Linked DNA regions of Mus musculus: all the other regions are linked to region 4. A link is a contact called in public promoter capture Hi-C data. All regions are on one chromosome and are shown on one strand. Each heading gives the region's core, a stretch centred on a gene start, on an enhancer-like site or on the middle of the called end of the contact. The rest is flanking DNA. Distances are from core to core; before and after follow the strand shown.

The links. Promoter capture Hi-C pulls out the DNA fragments that hold promoters and counts their contacts.
Region 1: a promoter capture Hi-C map of pre-B cells shows a contact between it and region 4, with 3 times the contacts expected there. The contact joins the promoter of Csnk2a2 here to the promoter of Sf3b3 in region 4. A contact is called at or near these places in 2 of 39 promoter capture datasets (liver and pre-B cells).
Region 2: a contact with region 4 is called in a promoter capture Hi-C map of pre-B cells. The contact joins the promoter of Cnot1 here to the promoter of Sf3b3 in region 4. A contact is called at or near these places in 3 of 39 promoter capture datasets (cranial neural crest, neutrophils and pre-B cells).
Region 3: a promoter capture Hi-C map of pre-B cells shows a contact between it and region 4. The contact joins the promoter of Setd6 here to the promoter of Sf3b3 in region 4. A contact is called at or near these places in 2 of 39 promoter capture datasets (cranial neural crest and pre-B cells) and 1 of 9 other capture datasets (adipose tissue).

What each region holds. Positions count from the first base shown.
Region 1 is chr8:95,487,452-95,490,151 of GRCm38.p6, reverse strand. Csnk2a2 (casein kinase 2, alpha prime polypeptide) reads left to right here and starts at 1,332. Exons shown (of 12, transcript NM_009974.3): 1 at 1,332-1,808; 2 at 2,476-2,587. The coding sequence starts at 1,705.
Region 2 is chr8:95,805,705-95,808,742 of GRCm38.p6, reverse strand. Cnot1 (CCR4-NOT transcription complex, subunit 1) reads left to right here and starts at 1,298. Exons shown (of 49, transcript NM_001372353.1): 1 at 1,298-1,410. 4930513N10Rik (RIKEN cDNA 4930513N10 gene) reads right to left here and starts at 1,913. Exons shown (of 4, transcript NR_015574.3): 1 at 1-1,913.
Region 3 is chr8:95,714,387-95,717,276 of GRCm38.p6, reverse strand. Setd6 (SET domain containing 6) reads right to left here and starts at 1,364. Exons shown (of 7, transcript NM_001035123.4): 1 at 1,007-1,364; 2 at 783-924; 3 at 476-670; 4 at 236-356. The coding sequence starts at 1,340. Ndrg4 (N-myc downstream regulated gene 4) reads right to left here. Exons shown (of 17, transcript NM_001372423.1): 17 at 2,321-2,890.
Region 4 is chr8:110,845,526-110,848,438 of GRCm38.p6, reverse strand. Sf3b3 (splicing factor 3b, subunit 3) reads left to right here and starts at 1,636. Exons shown (of 26, transcript NM_133953.2): 1 at 1,636-1,764. It overlaps Cog4 (component of oligomeric golgi complex 4), which reads right to left and starts at 1,415. Exons shown (of 19, transcript NM_133973.2): 1 at 1,230-1,415. The coding sequence starts at 1,388.

The DNA.
Region 1 (2,700 bases), core at 83-2,582, about 15 Mb after region 4:
ACTGAAGGCCTCCTGCCCGGCAGACACTGAGTGACCTGGTGGTGATCACCCAGCCCTAGTCATGCCTTCACATTGTTTTCACAGGGAGGGGACAGATGGCAAACCAGGAGAGGACTCATGCCAAGCTGTAGTTTTACGAAGGGCATGGAGGAGTCGCTGAGAGAAGTATCAACTTCAGAGAAAGTGGCCTCTAAGGTGAGATTTGAAAAAGAAAGCCAGTCATTTGTGGGGTGGCAGCGGTACCCCGTGGCCAAGCTCAGAGAGAAGAAGAAACTGAAAGACGGGCATGCGCTATTCTCAGGGAAGGAAAGGTGTAGAGTTTAACAACAGCGGGAACATGTAGTGTTTTAATATGGAGCAGTCCTTAGTCTCTGTACAGCTCTGTGAAGTCGGTGCTGGGTTGATGCTACAAAATCTGTAGCACGGAGACGTTGAGTCATTGGTTCAAATCTGCATTCCTTGCAAACTATGGAACCGGGACTTGAACCTCGATAGTTCGGTATGTGAAGAAAGAGGAAACGTGGCCTCATCTAGAAAACAGTGTGTGGGGGGGAGGGAGAGGGGGAGTTTAGAGTCAGAGCAACCTGGGCTGGAAGAAGAGATCCTTGTTGTTAAAGAATATGAACAGGAAAACAAGATAGCCGGGGACCCCAGGACATCAATGAGAGAGAAGACTGTTCAAGAAGTCCTCACTCCCCAGCTCTCCCTCCTCCCAAACAAACAAACAAACAAAATGGATATTTACATTCTCAAAGTATGATCCACAAATTACAGGTTCAATACAAAGGGGGAAAAACCCAGTTAACTTTATGGGGAAACTATCTGGTGGGCTCTGGTTTAAGCAAGTGGCCCAAAGGATGGCTCAGTGGGCTCTCAGGGAGGAATCTGGATGGGGAATTGGGAGGCGAGGGTAGCTTTAGGACTAGTTTGGTTTTCCTCTTGAAGGAAGGGATCTGTGGATGGCAGGGTGGGGTCCAGAGTGGGAAGAGGAGTGAGGAAGGGGGACAGTTTGAGGGGAGGGTTCTTGGGTTTCAAAGAAAGTCAGCTCAGGGCCAATATGGGAGGTCGTGGTGGGTGGACACGAGGTGACTGGACAGTGGAACTATGCTAAGCGCGGCGGCAGTCAAAGGTAGAGACTTCTGGGGGGTGGCCTGCAGTTGGGCAGGCAGCCGGCCACATTGCTTGGAGGGTGGCGAGCTCGCTGAGGGGGCGGGCGCCGGCCATAGTCCCCCCGCACTGTAGGGGGCGCTGTGGGCCGGGGCGGGCCGGGGCTGGGCGGCGGCCGCTCCTGGCGAGTGCGGCCCCTTTTCCGGGTTTCCTCCGCCTCCTCCTCCTCCCTCTTCGCCGCCGCCGCCGCTGCCGCTGCCCCTCTCCCGACCGGTGGCTGCCGCTGCCGCCACCACCGCCTCTGGGGGGCCGCGAGCCGAGCGGAGGCCTCCGCGGAGCACGAACCCCGCCGTCCCTCCGGCAGCCGAAGGCCCCGGGCCGGCTCGGCCGGCGCCTTCCGCGCCCCCCGGCCCGAGCGTCCGTCCGTCCGCCCGCCCCCGCGGGCCCGGCCTGGCGCGGACGCCCGCCGCCGCCGCCGCGCTCCTCCTCTTGCTTGGGCAGCCCGCGGCCCGCCGCTTCCCGTGCCTGCCGCCCCGCGCCCCGCGCCGCGCCGCCGCCGCCCTCGGCGCCCCGCGGCGCCCCCCGGTCCCGCCCGCCATGCCCGGCCCGGCCGCGGGCAGTCGGGCCCGGGTCTACGCCGAGGTGAACAGCCTGAGGAGCCGCGAGTACTGGGACTACGAAGCCCACGTCCCGAGCTGGGGGTAAAGCCGCCGCCGGCCGCCCCACGCGCGAACCGCACCCGCCGGCCGCTCGGCCTCGGGGCTGGCAGGGAGGCCCGGCCCCGGCCGCACGTGTCCCCGGCCTCTCCTGTCCGCCCTGCCTCGGTCCCCGGCTCAGCCGCCGGTGGGGAGAAGCGTGGGGTCGGGGGTGGGGGCGGCCCTTCCTCCTCAGACTTTGGGCTTCCTATGGGTTGGGAAGTCCATGGCTGTCCTCTTGAGCTGTTGAAATCTCTACCTCTTTACTTTCTGAAATGAGGCTGGGTGGGAGGGTCATTTTGAAGAGGGGCAGATTGTCTAGAGCGGGCAGTGCCCCCTGGAAGGTGTGAAATGGGAGGCAGGTGCCGTGGAGCCACGGGCAGGGCACCCCAGTACCACCAGGGGGGATGCTTCCCTTAGTCCCCTTAATGGCTCCTGAGGCCTTGTAGCTGCCCATTCCTCTTCTTGTTAAGAGTCAGTTAGGTTAGGAGCTCTGCAGAGTGAAGGGAGCCAAGCTTCTGTGTGGCTCTCATTTAAGAGAATGAGTTGCTGTGTGATGGTAGGAATACTTCCGAATGCTTGATTAGTTGGAGATGGCGGATGGATGTGTGGTGGACAGAGGCTTGCTTAATCCCAAATCCTGGCATTTATGTATATCTCTTGCCTTTCACAGTAATCAAGATGATTACCAACTGGTTCGAAAACTTGGTCGGGGCAAGTATAGTGAAGTATTTGAGGCCATTAACATCACCAACAATGAGAGGGTGGTTGTAAAAATTCTCAAGGTGAGTGGCCAACGGTGGCATGTAACCTTTCCCCCCACAGGGCAAAAGAACCAGCTATCCCAGAATAAGCATCTCCTACAGGACTCCTACCATGCTTTTCCTTGTGAACTTTT
Region 2 (3,038 bases), core at 49-2,548, about 15 Mb after region 4:
CAGAGATTACAAGAGCTGGCTGCTTTTCCAGAGGACCCACCCAGTGGCTCACAACCGTTCACTTCCAGAGGGACGGGCATCCTCTTCTGACCTCTGAGGACATTGTACATGCATGGTGCATAGATTTACATGCAAGCAAACGCCTGTACACGTAAAATAAGTAATAAAAGTCTTTAACACATCTCTTTAAAGTTCAAATAGTACTGGTATGAGAGGTTACGTCTATTATCATCTCAGTATTTTGGAAGATTGCAAGGAGCTCAAGGTCAATTTATGCTTCTTAGTATGTTTCAGGCCAGCCTGGACTACAGTTGGGTTAACTGAAAGAGACCTTGTTTCAAAACTCAAACAAAAAGTCTAAAAGATAGGAGGACACAGTGGATAACGTAGCCTTTTATCCAAGAAGCAAAAGGCATTGGCATCCTTGAGAATAGCCAAGAGCAGGAGGAGAACTTCTGTTTCTATATCTCTGCAAAGCGTCCCTGCTTCAAAAGACAAATGGAAAACAAACTTTAAAAGAGCCAGGATTAGGTGGGCATCTGGGAGACTACATTCTCCAGCATGCATTGCTGCTCTAGGGCGCAGACAGTGATGGAAGAGACCACGTTACTTTTGCGACAGGAATAGGCGGGGCGTGCGACTACATAACCCAGGATGCAAAGGACCTCAACTTTGCCCCGCGTCTGACGCCTTCTGATGACTGGTGCTCCTTGCTAAAGAGATCCGAGGGGTGGACAATGCTTCCGCTGGGAACCCGCACAGCCTCTCGGACCGTGACATTTCGAAAGACGAAGGAAAGTAGACGAGCATCACCCTGTCTCTAAGTTAGAGTAGTTTGTGCGCAGGGTGGCAATGCATTAACGAGCTCCCTTCCGTATTTTTTTGTTTCCCGGAGGCAATGACCAGCCAGTCCCCATAGGTCGAACACCTCGAAGGCTTATGTCTTCGAGTCCCAAATCGAAGTTCCCAACGTCTAACCATTGGCTTACACCCGGGTGCGCAGGCGCCCAGACTCGGACCCAGTCCCAGGGCTGATGAGCGGCAATTGGCCTGAGCCCCGCAAACTAGGAGTCTGGATTGGTGGTTGCTAGCAGGAGCCTGGTTTCTTCCTCGACTTCTGCGAGTGATTAGTGTGTGATTGGTTTAAATCCGCGGGTACCCATCGGCGATTGGACCGCCGTTGCGGTCAGCGCGCGGCCATTGGCTGGGCGCTAGGGCCATCCCTCCGCCAAAGCGGGCAGCGAATGGTGAAATGGGAACTGGGAGGGGAAAGGCCGCGACGTGAGCGCGCGACCTCGGGCGCCATTTTGTCGAGAAAACAAGCGGAGTTAACCGAAGAGGGGGGTCGAGGAGAGCCGGAGTCGAGGACCCAGGAGTTTCCTGTGTCCAGCGCTGCGGGAGCCGACTGAGGTGAGGCGGGCTGGGGCTGCGGTTGGAGGTGGCGGAGGCTGGGAGTGTCAAGCTCGGGACGCGGGTCCGGGTGGGAGCGGTACCGGGGGTGGGGTGGACTGGGGACCCTGGAAGCCTTTTCCCGGGGCGTCGGGACTCGGGCAGGCGAGCCGGAGACGTGGAGCCAAGGCGGGAGGGGACGGACTCGGCCCGCTCGCGGCGGCTTTGCTCTCTTGGAGAAGGGAGACCGGGGGCTCACGTTCCTGGATTCGGAGCGCCCGGGCGCGGGTGAGCAGCTCCGGAGCGGCTCGGCCTGGAGGCCTTGCCTGGAGGCTTCGAGGATGGCGGCGGCGGAGGTGGCAGTTCGGATCCCAGGGCCTCGGCTCGCCGCGCGCGCAGGGCTGCAGCCTCCTCGGAGCGCACGAGCTCCTCAACTGTCCCTTTCCTCCCGGGCTCCCGGATGGGGGGCTATGGGCGCGGGCGCCCGCGGCCTACCTAGGTTCCTCGCTGGGCGGGCGGGCCAGGGGGCGGGTTTGGAGTTGCTGCCGATTCGTAGCGCTTTCCGGGGACTCCCTCCCCTCCTGCGCCCCCCAGCACGTTGTCAAGCCCCTCGCTTTTGGCTGCTTGGCGGTGGGAGGGGCGGGCGGGCGGGAGTGAGCACTTCCGTGTTACCCTTCTCGCTACAGGTTTTTTGTTCCACTCGCGCGCCCCGGCGCTCGCACTTTCTAACAAGTCGATAGCCCCCCAACTTAAGTCACCTAGGTCCCTGTGCGGTTGGTAGTGTTGGTTCTGCCTGTCCCAACGCCCCCAACCCTCCAACCGGCAACTACCGGCAGATGCCCACCAGTGAGCAGAATGCTTGTGGGTCTTGATTTGGTGCAGATCTTGGAGAGATCTTAGGTTAAGCCTAAGGCTAATAAGCAAACACATTTGGCCATGCCACCAGGTCCGGGAGGGAGCTCACCCACCTGTGCTCACAGACATTACTTGCAGGAGGAGTGCTTTGTAGGTTTTGAAAAGAAGTGCTTTTCAAAGTGTTGTATGGAAAATTAAGCTTCATGAGAGGTAAACGTTCCCCAGAAGTCACCTCGACAAATATTACAGTCCCACCTTCCGTGGACATTTAATCCAGGCAGGCCTTGTATCAGTGAGCTCTAGCCCCAGATGTCGAGTTTCTTTGGGGCCTATATACTTCTTTTTCCTCTCTATTCAAAACCGAGTAACAGTACTTGAGTTTTCCGGTTTTGTTGCAGTTCGGTCCCTTGTGATTACAATGGAGAGGGGGGGGAACCCAACAACAATCAGCCAATAATTGAGTGGGTGTACTGCTTATTAGAGAAAATACCAGCATTTCCCTCCTGACCTCTCTTTGGAAAAGTAGTATACATGTGTGAAAATGGTGGAGGTAGAAATGGGACCTGTTTTCAGTGCTGTGTGAGGACATTACAGATGGTTGTCCCATGGCAGGAAGACCTGATGATAGCAAGCAGGGCCTTGGCCTGAATGGCAGGCAGGATGTTAGTAAAGGTTCTTTTTGCAGGCAGAGGGTCTGACTTGGGAATTTGGTTCTTTTTCACCTGGTCCTGGCTGTTTGTTTAGTGGAAGCAAGTCTAGAATCGAGGCACACACATACACACACACAAATCTGA
Region 3 (2,890 bases), core at 115-2,614, about 15 Mb after region 4:
CCACCTCCTAATAGCACTGAACTGCTGTTAATGCTCTCCACAGGGCCTGAGGTGACTTGGCAGAGCAGGCAGCTATTCTGGTGGACTTAGGGTGTGTCCACACCATCTCAGTTGATATCAAAAGTACACCGGAGAGTAGCTAGTCTCACCGCATTTTCACGATTAGTAGGAAACTGGAGCCCAGTGATTTGATTTGTAATGCACACCACCTGACCAGGGATAGGGGTCCACTCACTGCCGAGTACTCTAGATTGGCATTATGATTGGCTATGTGGTTTAGTATGTCTGCAGCAGGCACCATCAAGGGTGAGTTGGGCTCCTTTTCATCATCATCTTCCTCCAGCGGTTCTTGAAAGCTGCCGCAGAGAGAACTCAGCTAAGGCCCAGTCTCGGGTGAGGGACCTGGAGTTCACTGTTCTTTCCCACCTTCCCTCTCAAAGATGAGGGTCTGCTCCTCTAGGCTTTAATCACTGACCTATAAGCCATCACGAGGGCCACGAGCTGCTGATAGAGTTCCAGGGAGCGAACAGAGGGGCTGAAGAGATCCGAGTGAGCCTCCATGAAGGGCAGGACGATGGAATAGTATTCGCTACGGATGTTCACCAAATCCTTCTCCACGGCTTCGGGGACACCTGTACCCTTTAGGAGTCGCAACCGCTCTTCCTCCGGCCTGCAAGGACAGCCCACCCGGAGCCCTTCGCAGCCTTCTCATGCAGCAGGTGCCCAGTCCCAGAGCAAAGAAACTGCAACAGGTTCTTCCCGGCCCTTCCCTCGGCTCTCACCAAAACATGGGATGCTCCAAACGCCCCAGCTCTGGCCAGAGCGCGAAGTAAGGGCTCCAGGGTGATGCTGGGGCCTGGAGCTCGTGGAGCAGCGCCAGCAGCAGCGGCACCCACCCAGACAGGCTCTGCAGCGCGCCTCGCTCTAGGGAAGACACCAGGTGAACGTCCAAGCGCCACTCCCTTGCCAGCCTCCGAGCTGGTCCCCCTGCCCCTTCCTTACCCACCTCGCTCCAGCAGGCCGCTGATGGAACAGGTGTGGGGGGACAGAAGCGCGGACCGCGGCACTGCGAAAAGGAGCTCCCCGGCCCGCACGCTCTCCCGCGCCACCATGCCATAGCCGGCCACCGTGCCCTGCCGGCTCACCGTCACCTTAGGACTCAGCTCCAGCCCCACTCGCCTGCACCAGCGCAGGAAGCCGGCCACCGCGTCGCCCTCGGGCTCGCCGCCGCTGGACCCCGCAGGGAGCGGCAGGGGCGCGCGGGCAGCTCTCGGGGAGGGACAGGGCGCGACGAGGGGCGACCCGCCACTTACCCGCGCGCGCTTGGCGGGGGCCGCCATGCTGCGAGCAGCCGGGTCCTCACTGCGCTTCCGGGGCGGAGCTGGGCGTTTCTACTAAACCGCTCCGGTTTAGGAATCGCGCGTGCGCGTGCGCACCGGCCTCCACCCTAGTTCTGGCCGTGTCCCGGAGAGCGGCGTGCAGGGACAAAACAGTTTCTTCCTCTGTGGAGGCTGGGCTAGTATGCCGTAGTGACCGACTGATGGTTAGTGATTAACCATCATTTCACTGACTGATTGATTAGTCCGTTTACACCTGGGTTTGAAGTGGCCTTAAGGGTTTCCACATTACACACACACATACGCACGAGACAGACAGACAGACGAGAGACAGAGACAGAGAGGAGAGAGAAGAGAAAAGAGAGAGAAGAGAGAGACAGAGAGAGAAGACAGAGAGAGACAGAGAGAGACGCTGGAAGTAATATAAGGTGAATGAATGATAGCACAAACGGTAACATGGAGAATTCAGTAGTTTAGTTTCAGTACCTGGAAGGTTGAGGGGGGTTTGTGGTTTACTGGGAGTTTCTGGCAAGCCAGACAACAGAGTGACACCATGTCCCAAAACAACTAAAACCAAGCAAATAGTGTTGTGCCCTTGCTTTGAAGCGGTCTTTCTTGCTGGCTAAACTTTCTGCTCAGCTGTGAAATAGAGTTAGTATCAGGACTGGTAAAATTATATCTCAGTCAGAGTATATAGCCGCTTGGTAGAACCTTGACCATCATGTATAAACACCCTGGTTCAATCTCTTATCACCCTAAGAGGAAAAAAAAAATTAAGCAGGGTGGCCTACATAATTCTAACACCCATGACGCTGAAGTAGGATTGCTGAGTATTCAAGACCAGCCTGGGCTACAGAAAGATTGCTCAACCCTCCCCCAACCAAATGTGTCTAACAGGCACTATCCTCCAACTATCAGCGCCCTGGGGCAGCCAGGCAGCCTAAACAGTTGAGCCTTCCCTGTGATAGGAAACACGACACACGTAGACTTAATTTCTTTATTAGTTTTTCTGCACAGTTAACTTTCTATATCAAGGATTTTTGTTTTGCATTTTGTAATCTCAAAGTCTCTTTATCAGCCACCAAACAGAATACACAAAATTAGGCTCTTAACTTTGTACAGAGAGGAAAATAATGAACTCCATTAAAAGTTCATCTTGACCAAAGAGAAGACAACTACCAATGGGAAACCACATACAGGAAGGAGGACCTGATATACATACATATATATATATATATAATGTATAGGTATTTATAGATATCTTAAGAACACAGCAAAAAGATGTCCAATACTTGGAGTGCTATCTACAGTAAGGGATTAGTTCTACCACCTCTAAACAGTCACATTCAGTATTCACGGAAGCACGTGAGTGAACTGAACCGGGGATAGGAAACACTCCACTGGACTCCAGAGCAGTCTAGAAATGGCTTACAGTTACAGAAAGGGGCGGCATGTGCCACAGATAAATGGATGTGGGTGTCCTCTTGCCTCAGAACACCCATACAATACCACATACATCATCCCCACTCCCCATATACACACTTAGTGCTTTC
Region 4 (2,913 bases), core at 387-2,886:
CAAACACAAAGCCAACGCTACTACATTTTATAAGACCGCAAAAATTTCCCCAATGTATTAATTGCTTCAAAGAATATAGACTTAGGAATGTTAAGTCAAGAGCACTCAACTTTAAACCACTACTTGTGTGGGAACTGCTGGAGCAGATGCAAGGCAGTACTTGAAAACATTCAAAGGTAGTAACAACTCTCTTTTCCTCTATTCAGAGCGCTTTGAGAGCTGCATGACATTAATCCCAGCACTTGAGTGACAGCGGCAGGCAGATTACTGAGTTCACTGCAAGCCTGGTCTACATAGTGAGTTGCAGGCCAGGTAGGGCTAGATAGTTAGAGCCTATCTAAAAAGAAAAAAAAAAAAAGTTCCCTGGGAAAAACAGCTGCCAAGGTTTTTAGGTGAGAGGTTACATCTTCTGACTTGCAAGGAATCCATCCACGAACTGACAGCACCAGACTGCCATGGAAAAGAAACAAACGTATATAAAGAGATATAGCATGCTATTAATAGAAAGGAAGCCGAATCCTTTCCACACCTGTTACTTGATTGACCACACATCCGAGGTACAAGAGATGAAATCACTTGTCCGAGACCAGACAGCTGCGCCTTAGTCTTAAAACTTCAAAGTCCTAACAGGGAGATTTCAAACTTCTAGGGAGTTGTGAGCTCGCCTATAATGCCAGTAGCTTGAGAGGTTGCTCTAGGAAGGTAGCCAATTTGAAGACAATATGGGCAACACCGAGGCCGTCTCAAAATAAGAAAACATCCAAATGCCTACACTTAACTGAAATGCTAAAAATACACACATAATCATTTCTTCCAAGAGAAAAAGTCTTAGACCTTCAAGCTAAATAGAAAGGAACTTCTCCTTTAAATGAGTCGAGAAGAAACTTTCGTAACTTTTCACTTCCCAAGCCAAAGCAATTCTTATTCTGAAGTCAAGCCAATTCGGTATACACATATGTATGTGTGCATGTAATACATACATGTACGCGCACACACACACACCACTTCCAGTTTTACTCGTCAGGGAAATCAATACGGAGGCAGACCAAGGAAGTAGTCCAGGTAACAGGTCAAATAAGCTTGAGTAGAACTGACAGGTGTACCCAAATGCCCAACTACATTAAAGCCTCTTGGGAAGCTGCTTTCTCGTTTTCCCTGGTAAAGCGATCGACACCCGTGATGCCCTCTGCCACCGGATCCTCCAGGAAAAAGGAGGTTCAGCTCCCCACCTCCTCGCCACAGAGTCGTTCGTACACAGCTTCCAGCTCCTGCAGCTCTGTCAGAGAGCGAATGAGCTCGGTGGAGATTTCGGAGCAGTGTCCTCCTCCCACCCCCTCCGGTGGCGGAGGAGCTCCTGACAATTTCAGCGGAGACTCCACCTCCGCCATCTTGGCTCCCGGTGGGCGCTTCCGGGCTTGCGAGGTCCCCTCTGCGTTGGCGCGGTGACCTTTGGGGCTGCCCACAGATATGCCCGATCAAAACCATTGGAAGTCTATTTTTAAAACTAACCTTCTATTTTACAGAAAACTTACCGTAACGTATAAATTTTAGATAACTCATTAGTCTTCAGGTGCAAGATGAAAACATCCCAAATTTACATCTATTTATCAGGCGGGGGCTAGATACCTTTTTCCCGTCGCGCGGCACCCGAAGGCCCGTCTTGAAGGCTAATGGCGGACGCCGGCGGATCGGCAGTGGCGGTGGCTTAGGCCTTGAAGCGATTCAGCATCCGTCGGGTACCGAAGCCATCCTTCTTGCAGCAGGGTAAAGAAGTGGCCTCCCAGCTTCTCTGTCGCGGAGGAAGTGGAGAGCGCTCATAGGAGAGAGCTGCCCGGCACCTCGGCCGGAGCCGCAGGGGCAGTTTTAGGCCCGAGAGGTTCGGTAGGCGTGAGGTTAGGGAAATGCTTGCCGTGGGCAAATGGCCTCGTGGACTCTTCGCCCACTTGTGTCTTCAGAGTGGGAACGAGTCCTTTAAGGCTTGCGAGTTTAACGTGGTGGCACACTCGTGTATTTCCACCACGCGGGGGAGGTTGAGGAAGTGGGAGTCCCACCGAGGCTGCATAGGAAGACTCGAGATTGAAAGACTATTCAATCAGCAAGGGGTAAAAATTCTGTTTGTTCAAAATGTGCAACTATCAGAAACCGCCCGGGAGCCGGGGATCTGGTTTGAACTTGTGCATTTGGTAGTTAGGCAAAATGTTGTTTCTCCTCTGAACCTCTGTTTACTGTAAAAGAAAGAAAAAAAAAACCCGAAGGCTAATAGTACCCATTTGAAGACTGTGCAAGATAAAAAGGAGGTGATGGTGGAACCGGAGATTATAGGCAGAGGCGGGGGAGGAAGCTTTCCACGGTTTGGCTGTTACGGTTACCTGATACCGGATATTCCTCCAGGAAGCACCTCTTCAGTAAGCCAGGAGATCCGTTTGTTTTGGTGTTGAGTGAGTAGGTGCTCATTTTAATCCTCCAAACCTAATGGTAGAGAGCACTTGCCCAAGGCCATAGGTTTCCTTCTCGTAGCCTCAAACACGAAATTCTGCATACAGAGCCTTACGAGGCAAGGTACCATCTTCCCCCCTGTTAAAGCAAATGTCCAAAGTCATAACATCACGTTCGCTGCTTATGGTGCAGCCGGAACTCATCCGTGACAGCCTTGTAAATTGTGAGGTCCTCTACCCTCAAGCTGCCAGTGCCAGTTCAACCTTTAGGGATAAGCCTTAGAGATATTAGTTTATTAGGTATTTTAGGACTAAATCTTAGAGGTATAACTTCATTTGCTTATATGTAGCGTTAACAGTTTCGCTAACTGAATTATAGTGTAGGCATTGAGTAAGATTCTCGGTATCTGTAGCAGAAAGCTGTCTTGTTGGTTTCTCAAAAAAATTCATCCTTTGGTTAAAGACAGCACATAAAATA